Regions from separate parts of the Zea mays genome. Here region 2 is linked to region 1. A link is a contact called in public Hi-C data. All regions are on one chromosome and are shown on one strand. The core of a region is the stretch at or near the end of the contact, and the rest is flanking DNA. Distances in the headings are between cores, read along the strand shown. Region 1 holds the start of LOC103643309 (golgin candidate 4). Region 2 holds the start of LOC103643317 (aminopeptidase M1-B).

What was found. Hi-C and Micro-C count contacts between places; a contact is called where the count stands out from the background.
Region 2: a contact with region 1 is called in a Hi-C map of leaf, with 4 times the contacts expected there. The contact joins the promoter of LOC103643317 here to the promoter of LOC103643309 in region 1. A contact is called at or near these places in 3 of 25 Hi-C or Micro-C datasets (bundle sheath, endosperm and leaf).

The regions. Positions count from the first base shown.
Region 1 is chr1:221,564,915-221,570,544 of Zm-B73-REFERENCE-NAM-5.0, reverse strand. It overlaps LOC103643309 (golgin candidate 4), which reads right to left and starts at 2,129. Exons shown (of 15, transcript XM_008666462.3): 1 at 1,584-2,129; 2 at 733-831; 3 at 417-500; 4 at 178-321. The coding sequence starts at 1,787. LOC100502509 (Mitochondrial carrier protein MTM1) reads right to left here. Exons shown (of 10, transcript NM_001196987.1): 10 at 5,230-5,630. The coding sequence ends at 5,571.
Region 2 is chr1:221,915,237-221,921,682 of Zm-B73-REFERENCE-NAM-5.0, reverse strand. LOC103643317 (aminopeptidase M1-B) reads right to left here and starts at 3,300. Exons shown (of 19, transcript XM_020546704.2): 1 at 2,876-3,300; 2 at 2,653-2,798. The coding sequence starts at 3,085.

The sequences.
Region 1 (5,630 bases), core at 880-3,379:
TACATGGTTTCTTTGCATGTAAAAAATAAATATATTAAAGCTGTTCTTTTGAACACTTAAACATAGGACAAAACAATCACATCGACAGTTTTTGAGTAGGATGAGGGTGGAACACAATACAAACTAGTAACATATAATATACGCAAATAAATGAAACTAATTATAAGTAATAACTACCTTCTGATAACCTGCCATTGGATGCAGACCATTTGTCTGGGTACTGTGAGAAGAACCACCACCATATCCGTTCTGCTTGGTGAGATTCAATGAATTTTCCTGAACTGCATTCCTTTGCACTCTAGGTGATCTTTCCAAAGTGCCCTGTAAGATCTTATGTTAATAGTTTATCATGGTAGCATGTTGCATAATAGATGACACACAGTAACACTATAAAAGTGAATAAAACACATGATTACATTAGAATTGGCTGAAACTGCCTTACAGCTCTCCAAGCTTCTTTTAAGAGACCCATTTTCTTCACGAAGTTTTCCCAGTTGCTCCTACAAAAAAAAAACAATACACCCCAAATATAAGCAAACTTGTAAGCCTGCCACGTAAAATCAGTAAAATTGTCTATGTTTTAATGAAATAAAAATTGTACATACTAACCTTATTATGATGTGAAAACCTAACTAAAATTGATTATGGCATTCAAAACAAGGTATCCAGTAAAAATGATCTGGCAAGCAGATAAGTGAGAAGGGAGAAACAGGGACTTTAAAGAAGGCATACCTCTTTTTCCTTCAACATTGCAGCATAATTGAAAGATAGTGCCTTTATTTCAGCCTCAGAAGCTTGAAGCTTTTGAATGTCATCCCTCAGTTTAGAAATCTGCAAAGGAAAATGAAATTACATCAATTCATACTTATTACACTGCTTTCACAATTTGTCATGTGGGAATGGAACCAGTAAGATCTGTTCTTAGAACAAGTAGAACCTCATGCAACATACCAAATAATAGTTCACTTTACAGTTCAACATTTTGACGGATTGACAGACAATCAACAAGTTTCTTATAGTCCACCAGTCCCCAGGTACAGCTTCTGTGCAATATGCGTTGTCTAAGATCACAAGTAACCAGCCCCGTTTTTGGTTGCATGCTATCCCAGGAAAGAGTTTACTTCTCACTGCTTTTAACCATCTATTAGAACAGACTCTTGATATAATACGCAACATTTCTGTTTGAAGTAGCATCGGTAAACTGATATATCATCAGTTTACCAACTTAGATGAACTTATGCACCCTAACTCGAAGCCACGTTAACCACAGGATCAATTAATCGGAGGTAGAGGCTACATTAACCTACAATGATACCTTACCCACCTCGCTATCAGCACCCCCTTAAACCCGGATATCAACACTCTATATACTGGTTTTTCTTCCAACATCAACATCCTGCTCATCAATGTGAATTTCCCGTAATAACTTGGCTACACGCGCTGGTTGAGTGATCGAAACCATACTATCTAAAAGGCGTCGGTAGATGCACTCTCAAAAGGATCCCGAGAACTTACCAGGCACACCTGAACCTCTATTTGAACCAATCCACCTGAGAAATTTGCGGCGGGGAATGGGGGTTTACCTCGTCGGGCTCGGTGGCATCGGAGCCGGGGCCAGGGCGGGAGTACCGTCGGCGCCTTCCCGACGACGGTGGTGTGGCGGATATGTCGACGCCCCTAGCTGCCGGGGCGAGCGGCGGCCCAGGGACCTCGTCGGCAGCGGCGTCGTCGACCTCGCCGGCGAGCCGAGACAGGCTCTCCCGGTAGGTCGCGATAGAGCTCCGCATCGACGCAGCGGGCGCCACCGCTGCTCCTCGTGGCGTGAAGCCGAGGTCTGACCCGATCCAACGAGGCGGGGATAGGGTTTGGGGGCGGTGGCGACACGAGACGGGGAGGGGTGGGGAGATCTGAGAGTGGTGGGAGGAGAGTAACGGAAGGAGGCCACGCGACGCTAGGCTGGGTTAGGGACGAAGACATTTTTTCCCATTTATTTTATTTCGATTTGATTCTTCATTTAAAGTTTTCCGGTCTTTTCGCCGGCTCGACTTTGTAGCGCGAGCCATGGTGGATCCGGATCTCGAGCATGGAGCCATGGACTGCTCTTACTTTCTTCTCTTGCATCCTCTCCTAAAAAGCACTGGATTGTTCGCTTCAAATTAAACATAGTTGTTTAAATTGGTGCAGCTACAAATATTATAAAAATAGTAAAAGTCGATACAAATTAAAGACAAGCGAAGAAATTAACTAGTTCTATCATTTCTAATCAAGCTCCAAGTAGGGATGAAAACGAACGAAAACAGTCGAAAAAACCCCTCACATTTTGGTTACCATTTTTTACTGAAAACGGGAGCGAGAGCGGGAGGAGTATAGCCGAAAACAGAAGGGTTACGGTTACACGAAAACGAATTAAAACAAACAGATGTGCAACAAAAATGGACTGTAATCAGTAGGGTCGTTCCTATGGAAGTGCAACCGGTTCAATAGAACATGGGGCCCAAATTCTAATAGCCCTTAGGGATGAAAACGAATAGGAAAAATCTCGTCCCATCCCGCACAGTATTCTCATATTTTCCCAATCATTTTCGTATTTTCGCGAAAATATGAAAACGATACGAAAACGGGATGAGAACAAACGGAAACGGGTGCGAAAACAATTAAGATTGTTTCTCGTCCCTATTTCCGGTATCCCGTTTTAGTGGGTATTTTCCCATTTTATTCTGGTTTATATTAGCAAGGAAATTAACTTGTCTGGCCCAAAGAGGCCACGCAGGCCAGCCACCGAGCAACAGCAGAGATGAAAACGGTTGAAAACGATCGAAAAACAACTAAATTGTTTTTGTTTTCATATTTTTTTGACGACGAAAACAAACACGGAAACCAACTGTCGAAATACGGGATTGAAATTGTCGATTGTTCAAAAATGATAAACTCTAGTCAGAAAGATAAATATATTGTAGTTTCCATAAAAAACAATGGTTCAAATCACTAGATAACCATCTCTCTTACTTCCTCAAATCCAATAAATAATATTATTTAGATCATCTATCATCTCATCTCTCTCCCACACCTGCAATCTCGCCGCCCCCAACCTCGCTCCCTTCCCTTCACTTATGCCGCTGCCATCGCAGTTGTCAACCCATCCCATCCTATCGTGCCGTCGTCATCGTCGATCTCTCTCCTACTTTTCGTAGAATAGTAGCGTTATCATGAAATATATGGTAGTACGAGAAGTGGAGGTGATTTGCCTGCAGGTTGTACATTGTGCACACAACACACTGCTCACTACGCCTGCTCCCTGCACAACACAGGTACGATTTGATCATTTCTTTATTGGTTCAATTCTTCAATGTTGTCCCTGTTATCTTACGTACACATAGTAATACATGTGCATAATGCAGTGCTTCATATTTCAGAATTCAAGCCATGTCTTCTGCAAATTGGTCTAGAAAATATGACTCGGGTTCTCAAAAGCGTAAAAAGAGGTAAAGAATATAGGAGTTAACTCAATCTCAAAAAAAGCTATGGATAGATATATTAGAAATGTGTTGGGCACCATTTGTAGCACGGGGCATAATCGGACAGTCCGCCATTAGATCAGATCAGGCGGATTAATTCTTATCTTCACGCGAGTTTATCTCTCTAAAATCATGGGAGTTGTTGGAGGACGCATAGAAACGGATCCAGACCCCCCTTATATATTTGAAGATGTACGACCGATTGAAAACCAACAATCAAACCAAAATCAATATATCTTCTGTTCATTTACTTTTGCCCTAAGAGTAGACAGTAACATAGTCTTTTTCACCTCTCTACAACTCTACGTCGTCTGGAGACGTCTTGGGTGGACTGTCGATCCCAAGACAAACCCTAGTATCTCTCATCCCTAACGGGGTCCCTCCTAGAGGGTCAGATCCAGATGTTGTTAGCAAATGTCGCCGCCTCTGCACACACACAGACCGTTTGGCTTGGCGCAAAGAAGACTCAACTCCTGTTGTAGGTCACAGACCGTCCGGCCCTAGGCTACGGACCGTCCGCGCTACCGCAGAGGGCACCGCTGTCGGCACACTTCGCGGCGATTGGCGGCTACATTGACGTCAACATACTTTTTGGCGACTCCGCTGGGACATGCGCGAGGATCCATCAGATTGATTCTCAATGGCCAGTTCAAAGGATAACTCCAATATCTCTCCCAACGACATCATCGAGTCGACTATGGAGACTCTGACAGCTAAAGATCAGCAGGAGTTCAACGAACACAAGGAGCAGCTGATCAAGAAAGCACAGGCGAAATTCCTGGCCAACTTTAAAGTGGACATGAATCACATGGTCGTCTTGCAGCGGGTGACTGATCTTGCTTCGCTCCGACCTACTGCAGCTACCCCAAAGTAAGTGAAACAAACAAAATTCAATCTTTTAGATCTTACATAGATGAGCAACGAGAACAAATGCAATAAATCATATGAGGTATGCAAGATGATTACAAAAGGTTAGCGCGTGCATTTGATAATATGTGGTTGCTAATTTCCCTACACAAGAGGTTGAATCTATAGGGAAAATGCATAATTCATCGGCTGCAAATTGACACGACCATCCCAACCACTTTATGGGATGCCAATGAACACATATTCCGAGCAACCACAATCTTCTGCACAAATCGGAAGTAAATCCAACGATCTACGCACAGACAGATGAATCATGCAGCCTAAACCCTAAACAAAAGCACATAATGACACGGGTTTAGGGTCTACGGATGCCAAGTTGTCAACAAAAAGACTTTCCGTCCTATATTAGTATCCGCTTGTAATTTAAATTTAGAACAGATAAAGTAACAAAATGATATATTTTGGAGTAAACTTCCGTAGCAATTTGAAGGCGTCACATGAGCTGGAGGTCCCCATGCCATTTGCGATCAGAGAGATCCCACAGATACCAAAGGCCATTAGCTGAAAGTCACATGAGCTGAAAGTGCTAGTTTAGGAGCCACAAACAAAACCGGCTCCTCTCCAACCCTCCTCCGGTCCGGTTTTGTGGCTCCCAGACTGTCCTAAAAACTTCCAAGCCACCCGTGCAAAGGTACTTTGCTGCAAACGCTTCTTTAAGCAATATAAACTTTGTTGAACAACGATCGTACACGCATATAACATCTAACCGACAAAATAACCTAGTTGCAAACTTGAAACTAAGACATGGTTGGGAGAAAGCATCAGACTAGGATGTGCAAGATTTCTTCTGTAGTTCCGAGGGTATTATTATTTGATCAGCGTATGCGCTACTACACCTTCAATTACAGAGACTACCTAACAAGTTAAACAAAGCAGCTTCAGATCCGCCCAAACATAAGATTAGGCAATGATCCAAAACCTGCCAGGCAAAACTGATATGTTATCCTCCACCGAGATGGACATTGTCGACGAAAAAGGCTGTTGAGTCGACTGTTGAGCACTCTGATGTTACACCTAGCCCTGACCGTCCAAAAGGTCAGAGTAACGAGGCCTACTTTCGGAAACCGGGGTCGGTGTTGTTTTTACAAAGTGAAAGGGCTTCCATCCCTTTTTCAACTAAAAACTGGATCATGAGGTGTGCCTTTGATGAATAGCATACTTGACAACCTCGTAGAAGGAAACGACGAT
Region 2 (6,446 bases), core at 2,051-4,550, 350 kb before region 1:
ATCATTAGACAACCACTAATATATCAAAATATCCCAAAATTACAATATTGCTTTTTAACATTCCATGGATAAAGGTTCCAGAAACAGTTACGAACTTATGGTCTCTCTCCAAGCACATTAGTCATAATGGCATGGTTATTATGCACAGATTTACTGCATCCTGCATTCCTGCTTGTGCTAGTTAACTTTGACAATAAATATGTCACCAATAACAGAATACCTGACTACGCCATGTTATGGAAAAAGATAAGTTAGTTTATGTGAGATATCTAGTTGGTTAGTATTAGGTAAGGTTATAGAGTACTAGTCAGTTGTCTATTTCCAGGTTTACAGATTATCTAGTTAGAAGGGAATCAATTAATATGAATTCAAACAAGCGTATTTGTCCAGATGGTTTGATCGGAGCTTCTTCTAAAGAGATGCCTGATGATCAGATGATGAACTACCTTGGGAATTGATTAGAGTGCCTAGTCTACAAGTGAAGCCAAGAATTACACAATAATTGTCGAAAACTGTTTGATAGTGAATATACGAATTATGCAATCATAATCGAAAATTGTTCGATAGTGAATATATGAGGTATGTCACGAGACCGAGAGTTGAAAGTTACAGCACAGAGACACAGGATTTATACAGGTTCTGGCTTTAATGTGAGATAATACTCTACAACCTGCGTGTGGTGGTTCTGTTGTTGTATCTTCAAATGATCAGGGGTCCCCTTGCACCTCCTTCTATATCCTAAAGAGGGACAGCGGTTATAGGGTAGGCACTGAGTCAGTTACAAAGTTCACAATGAAACAGAGCCGGTTACCAAGTTGTACATGAATCCCGTTGTATGTTTACAAGCTTATTTGTTAGGTTGAGATCTTAGCCATATCTAAAGTTCTAGAAACCTCCTGTCTTTAGGCTCCCTCCGGACTTATTGTCGAGTCCATAGGTTTGTGGCCGAGTCCATAGACTCTTCTACTCAGGCTCTTCTTTGCGAAGGTTGGTGTGGTACTCATGGTTAGGGGTGGTAATGGATCACGATCCAAATATTTCTTCACAATAAATTAGGGCCCTTAATAATTTTTAGTTCAAAATGAATAGGAATAGAGACCTATCCTAATCCAATTAGAGATCTATCCTAATCCAACTCGATCCTTAAATTTCATAGTGTAAAATTTAGAGCCCATTACCACCCCTACACATGGTACATATCCTTCACAACAATTTTCCCTATGTTACCCCTTTTATCCACTGTCTACATTGCCTGTTAACCATCATCATAGGCTCCTTTATTCAATCACCACCGCCGCCGCCAGCAGGAGTAGAGCATGGAAAGGAAGTGTGTGAGAAAAGAGGCGCAAGAAGAGGGGATCATGAGCTTGATTCTCCACAGATGCGAAGCCAGTGGCAGGGAGGCAGAGGAAGAACTTGTGGACTGCAAAGAGGAGAAGACGACTAACACAGTAACACTACCTTAGATAGCTAGGATGGCAGCAGATAGGAGTAGCAAGGACCAGTGCTGGCTAAGGATCCAGCACAAAGCACACGGTGAATCCAATGCCATGGAACTTGAAAACAGAGAAAGATGAACTGGAGCAGGGTGCAACAAGTGCAGGCTGCTACCCTGGCCAGAAAGGTAGGCAGAGAATTATGTCCTGGAGCAGTGGAGCACTCTGTGTGATTACTAGTACATTAGTATGGTGACTATCAGATGGTACAGATCACATATTGGGCATGATTATCAGGAATTCAGGATCAGCATCCTGGCTAAAATCCTGGTGACAGTTTTCTGGATAATAAAAAAAACTTTTTTTAATGAATAAAGACCAATTTCAAGTTGACACAGAATTAGGCTCTGATCGGCTGTGACTGTGATAGTTGCAGCAGTGACAGAACTGCTGCTTGCAGCCTTCCGTCAGAGCAGCTACGGTAATTTGTGCACAAAACACATAACAGGCAGTAGCAGCCGGCAGCTGCAGCTGTGCAGCAAAGACAGCCAATCAGGCTGTTAGTAGAATCATGATCAGATGTCAGATCAAGACTGTGACACTAAAAAAACAACTCGGCCGGGGAAAGACCGCTTCCATGGTATTTCACTAAGAAGAGCTCAATCGGAGCCCGGCCAAGAAAAACTATAAAAGATGGCTCCCTCATACATGGGGATGCTGCCTCCTATGATTTGGGCCTTAACCCGCGCTTTGAGGCTAACCCACACAACCAGTCCCTTACACGAGGGCCCGCCCACCATAGGTCGGTTCACCATAGTCCCTTACACAAGGGAACCAGCGAGTGATTTTTTTAACCTCAGTTTTCGCTCCCACTGGGAGTTAAACCTAGGACATGAGAAGTATTACTCAGACCACCTAACCAACTCAGCTAGAGGCCCTTTTGCAAGACTGTGACACTACAGATTCTAAGATATCTGTCACCGCTGTGTAACTACCTCACACTTTTCACGTAATATGCATGGCAACAAGAATGTATCCAGATGTCCCTGGTGTACACAATTGGCCTGCTAGTGAGGCAACTGTAAATACTGTATTGGTTGGTCCCAAACACGAATTTGTCGCCACTGAAACTAACAGCCTAGAGTACATACCTAACAACTAGGAATAATTGGAGTATGGCATGCACAACAAACTAGTACAGTAAGAGGAAGCGTACCTCCTGTAAAATCCCCTCATCTGATCGTTGAGCGTGCCGGTGAAGTCCATGGTGAGCACGCCCTCTCCGAAGGGCAGCTCCCGGTCGAAGCTGATGACCATGATCTCATCCTCATCGAACTGAGCCACATCTGTCGGCGCCAAATCCTGCAATAACACAAAAAAAATATAGTCAGTAAGATGAGAAGGGCCTCGATCGAAAGATGGGGGCCGCGAATGCACACCTGGAAACGGATGGAGGCGCGATCGACATCCAGCTCGGCAGCGTTGAGGACGAGGAAGCGGGTGGGCGCGGACACGACAACGGCGATGGCCGCGGCGCCCGTGAAGGTGCACGCGGCGAGGTCCGGGCGGAGGCGGAGGTCGTAGCGGAGCGGGGCCGCGAAGTGCGGGAGGCGCGCATGCCCCCGGAATTGGTCCGGCGAGGCCGCCATTGCAGCTGGCGCGGAGGGAGGGCGACCTCGAGGTCGCGGTCGCGGATGCGGAGGAGCGGCGGCGTGCGGCGGTGGAGGTGGACTTGTGTGACGAGGAAAGTGCGGAAACGGCGACGGTAGGGAGCAGACCAACTGTGACTCGATTTGTTACCGGAATGGACACAGCTTGGGTTAGCTTCCTCGACACGCTTTGTCGGCCTGTTTCTTCTTGGGTTAGGGAACAGTTATCGGATAGTTAAGATAAATTTAATATTTTACTAGTTCGGTTGTCCGTCGACCACTCACAATAATATCTATGTAAATTATTAACAAAAAGATCTAAAAAAATTATTGATTATCTCTACTCTCTTATAATATTTTTTTGAATGCACGGGTACCATAGGCAGCAAATTAGGGACCACATCTCTCGCCTCCCCCACTTCCAAGATTTCGTAGAGCAAGAAGTGAAGGAAAGAGGTGGGCGTACCCGTTCGTTGCTGGAGAAGGACACGACGAAGACCTGAGCATCTGGAGGCGACATAGATAGTATACTGCTAGATACATATAGAGAGAGCACACAGGCGGAGAAAGAAGCCCAGCCGGAGCAGCTCCAAACCGAGAGGCACCCGCACTAGGCGTCAGTCCGAGAAGGGTGAGTGCCTTTCCAGTCCTGGACCCGTCGAGACGATACAACACCACCACCAACTCTGTAGCATATGTCGATTGTTGTTGCACTACGGCCCCTGGTTGTCCAATATCTCAAACATAAACTCCTCATCGCCAAGATAACATAAACATGGCAGCAACATCGTGTCCTCCTCGGTGGCACGCATGGAGAAAGGTCAGGAGCAAGACCGACTTGCCCCGTACCCGCGTCGACGAGCGTCGGTCGTATCGCGGCTGCGACTGTGGGCGGGGGCAGCAGATTGGGGAGGAAGAACAGGGCGAAGGCCGAAAAAACGAACGGGACATCCAACGATGGCAAAAACGATGGTGCGCGCATGATGTGAAACGTTCTCGTGTACGTGCAATAGCCACTGCGCGGATCGGCGTTGGGATTGCTGTTGGACGAATATGGGGAGGAAGTGCCCGCTCCCACGTCCTCTGCCGAGAATGGGGTGGCGCTGAGGCGGAGGCATGAGGGGAGAAAAGAAAAAACAGGATGTGGAACAAGGTGGCGACAACTTAGACGAGGGTCATCATTATCGTGCGGATGTATAGATGGCTAAATGGGTTGTGTCTGGCGAGTCGGCCCCAGGCACGGACCATTTATAGTGTCTAGACCAGCCCAGCACGAGCGCCGTGCGGTGCTTGGGTCATAGCCTCGACCCGTAGTGCTGGTCTGGCCCGACACGATTATTTTTTTATTTTACAAAAAAATCGTGTATATATATGTACTATTTATATTCAATATTGAAAACACTTAAGCATGATATTCTACTGGTTAGATGGCTTCACTCAGTGTCTTTCGTCCTTCTTCCATCAGGGTGTGGCTTCAAACCTCACCTCCTACACTGTTTTTTAACATTATTTTACGCTGATTTAACCAAATGGCCTGACAGACTAACGGGCTGACCCGGCATGGTCAACAGGTTGGTGTGCCGTGCCTGGGCTAGAGCTGCAGCCCCCCGACATAGTCAACAGGCCGCTGTGCCGTGCCTAGGCCAGAGCTGCAGCCCGCGGGCGCCGCGGGCCTAGCAGGCTCGTGTCGGGCCACCGTTTGGCATGGTTTGGGACGTGGAAGTTGGTTGCGCGGAGGGATGGGCGGATTAATTTGAAATATATGTGAGGTGTTATTTGTAAAAAATGACGTGTAATGATCGTTGAAACTAATACTTTAATATAGTATAGAAATATTCGATTGCTTATACGTTGCGACGGCTCACAACAATATCACATAAACTATCCACTAAAAAGATCTCAAGATTTTTTATTGATGTCTCCATTCTTCGTATAACATTTTTTTGATTTCTTTCCATCCCCTCCACGTCGACTGTCGAGTTAGTCATTGCATCCTTCGGCTGCCTGACACATCGGATAGTTCGATGGTGCACTGGACAGTCTGATGCTACCACGTGTCCACCGTTGATTATGCGCCAACCGTTGGCACTGGCGAGAGCCGTTTGTCGTCTGGCTCACTAGACAGTCTAGTGAATTATAGCCAGTGTGTCTAGCAATTTCCCTGAGAGTGGTCTGTCCACCAGCCGATGGCCTAGGCACCGGATACTGTCCGGTGCACACCGGACAGACCGGTGCGCCCAGGCTGGCGCAGGTTTGGTTAATCCAAGCCAAACTTCTTTGCTCCACTTTGTCTCGACTTGGAGAGTTTCCTAGCACTTAAATGAGCATAGTTAGTAACTAAAACAATTGACTAAGGGTTAGATTCATACCTTTGATTCTCCATTTCAATATGATTTGCAATGTGCTCCTATACTTCTCAATTTGCCTTTCTTTATACCCGTGCTCATATTGATAGTAGGCATGCTAAATCAAAGTGATGTGTTGGGCATTTAATCACTAAAACACTTAGAAATGGCCCAAGGGCACATTTCTCTTTTAATATCTTATTTTTTGGAGATTCATGCCAACACATCAAGAGCAACTTTAAAGGCACTAACATACCCAATTACAAGCCAAAATGTTTAAATTGAAGTCAAACCAATTGAAATATCACACCATTTGGCATATTTGGATCATTTTGCCACCACTTGGTTTATTTTCGCAATACAAATCCACTTTCTTATTTTTATGGCAAAAACATCTTGTTTTAGCAAATCAAAACATCTTTAAGACCATTTTTATCAAAGGCCAAAAACTCCCCCTTTTCTCATAATCAAATTTCTCCCCCACAAGCGAGTAGATTTGCAATAAGTGGGTTTTGATCAAAACATGAGTACTTAACACAATAACTTTTGAAATTCACAAGTGGTAAATTTTTTTGAAATTCACAAGTGGTAATTGATCCCGTTGATTTGGCCTTAATTTCTCCCCATTTGGCATTAAGCACCAAAATGGAGAAACTAGTGTCCTTTAAACCTCATTGCCTCACAAAAATGTGAATTAAAAACAAGAAGGCAATGAACACCAAGGGCAACTTGAACAAGATACCGTTTTGCAGTGGAAGCCTTATCTGTTGTTCAAGTTAACCATTTCCCATTCCATTCACCTTTGAGACCACCAAAATTACTTAAGCAAACATGTTAATCTCAAAGGGTCAAGTTGTAACATATCCTCCCCCTAAACAGATGCATTATTTGCACAAGGACTTGTGAGGTCCAGGGATGATGTTTACAACTTGAACACCATAAATACATAATAAAACTTATAATAACATAATCAATACATAACAACATATGTGCTTTAGATCAATCCTAGTTCCGCA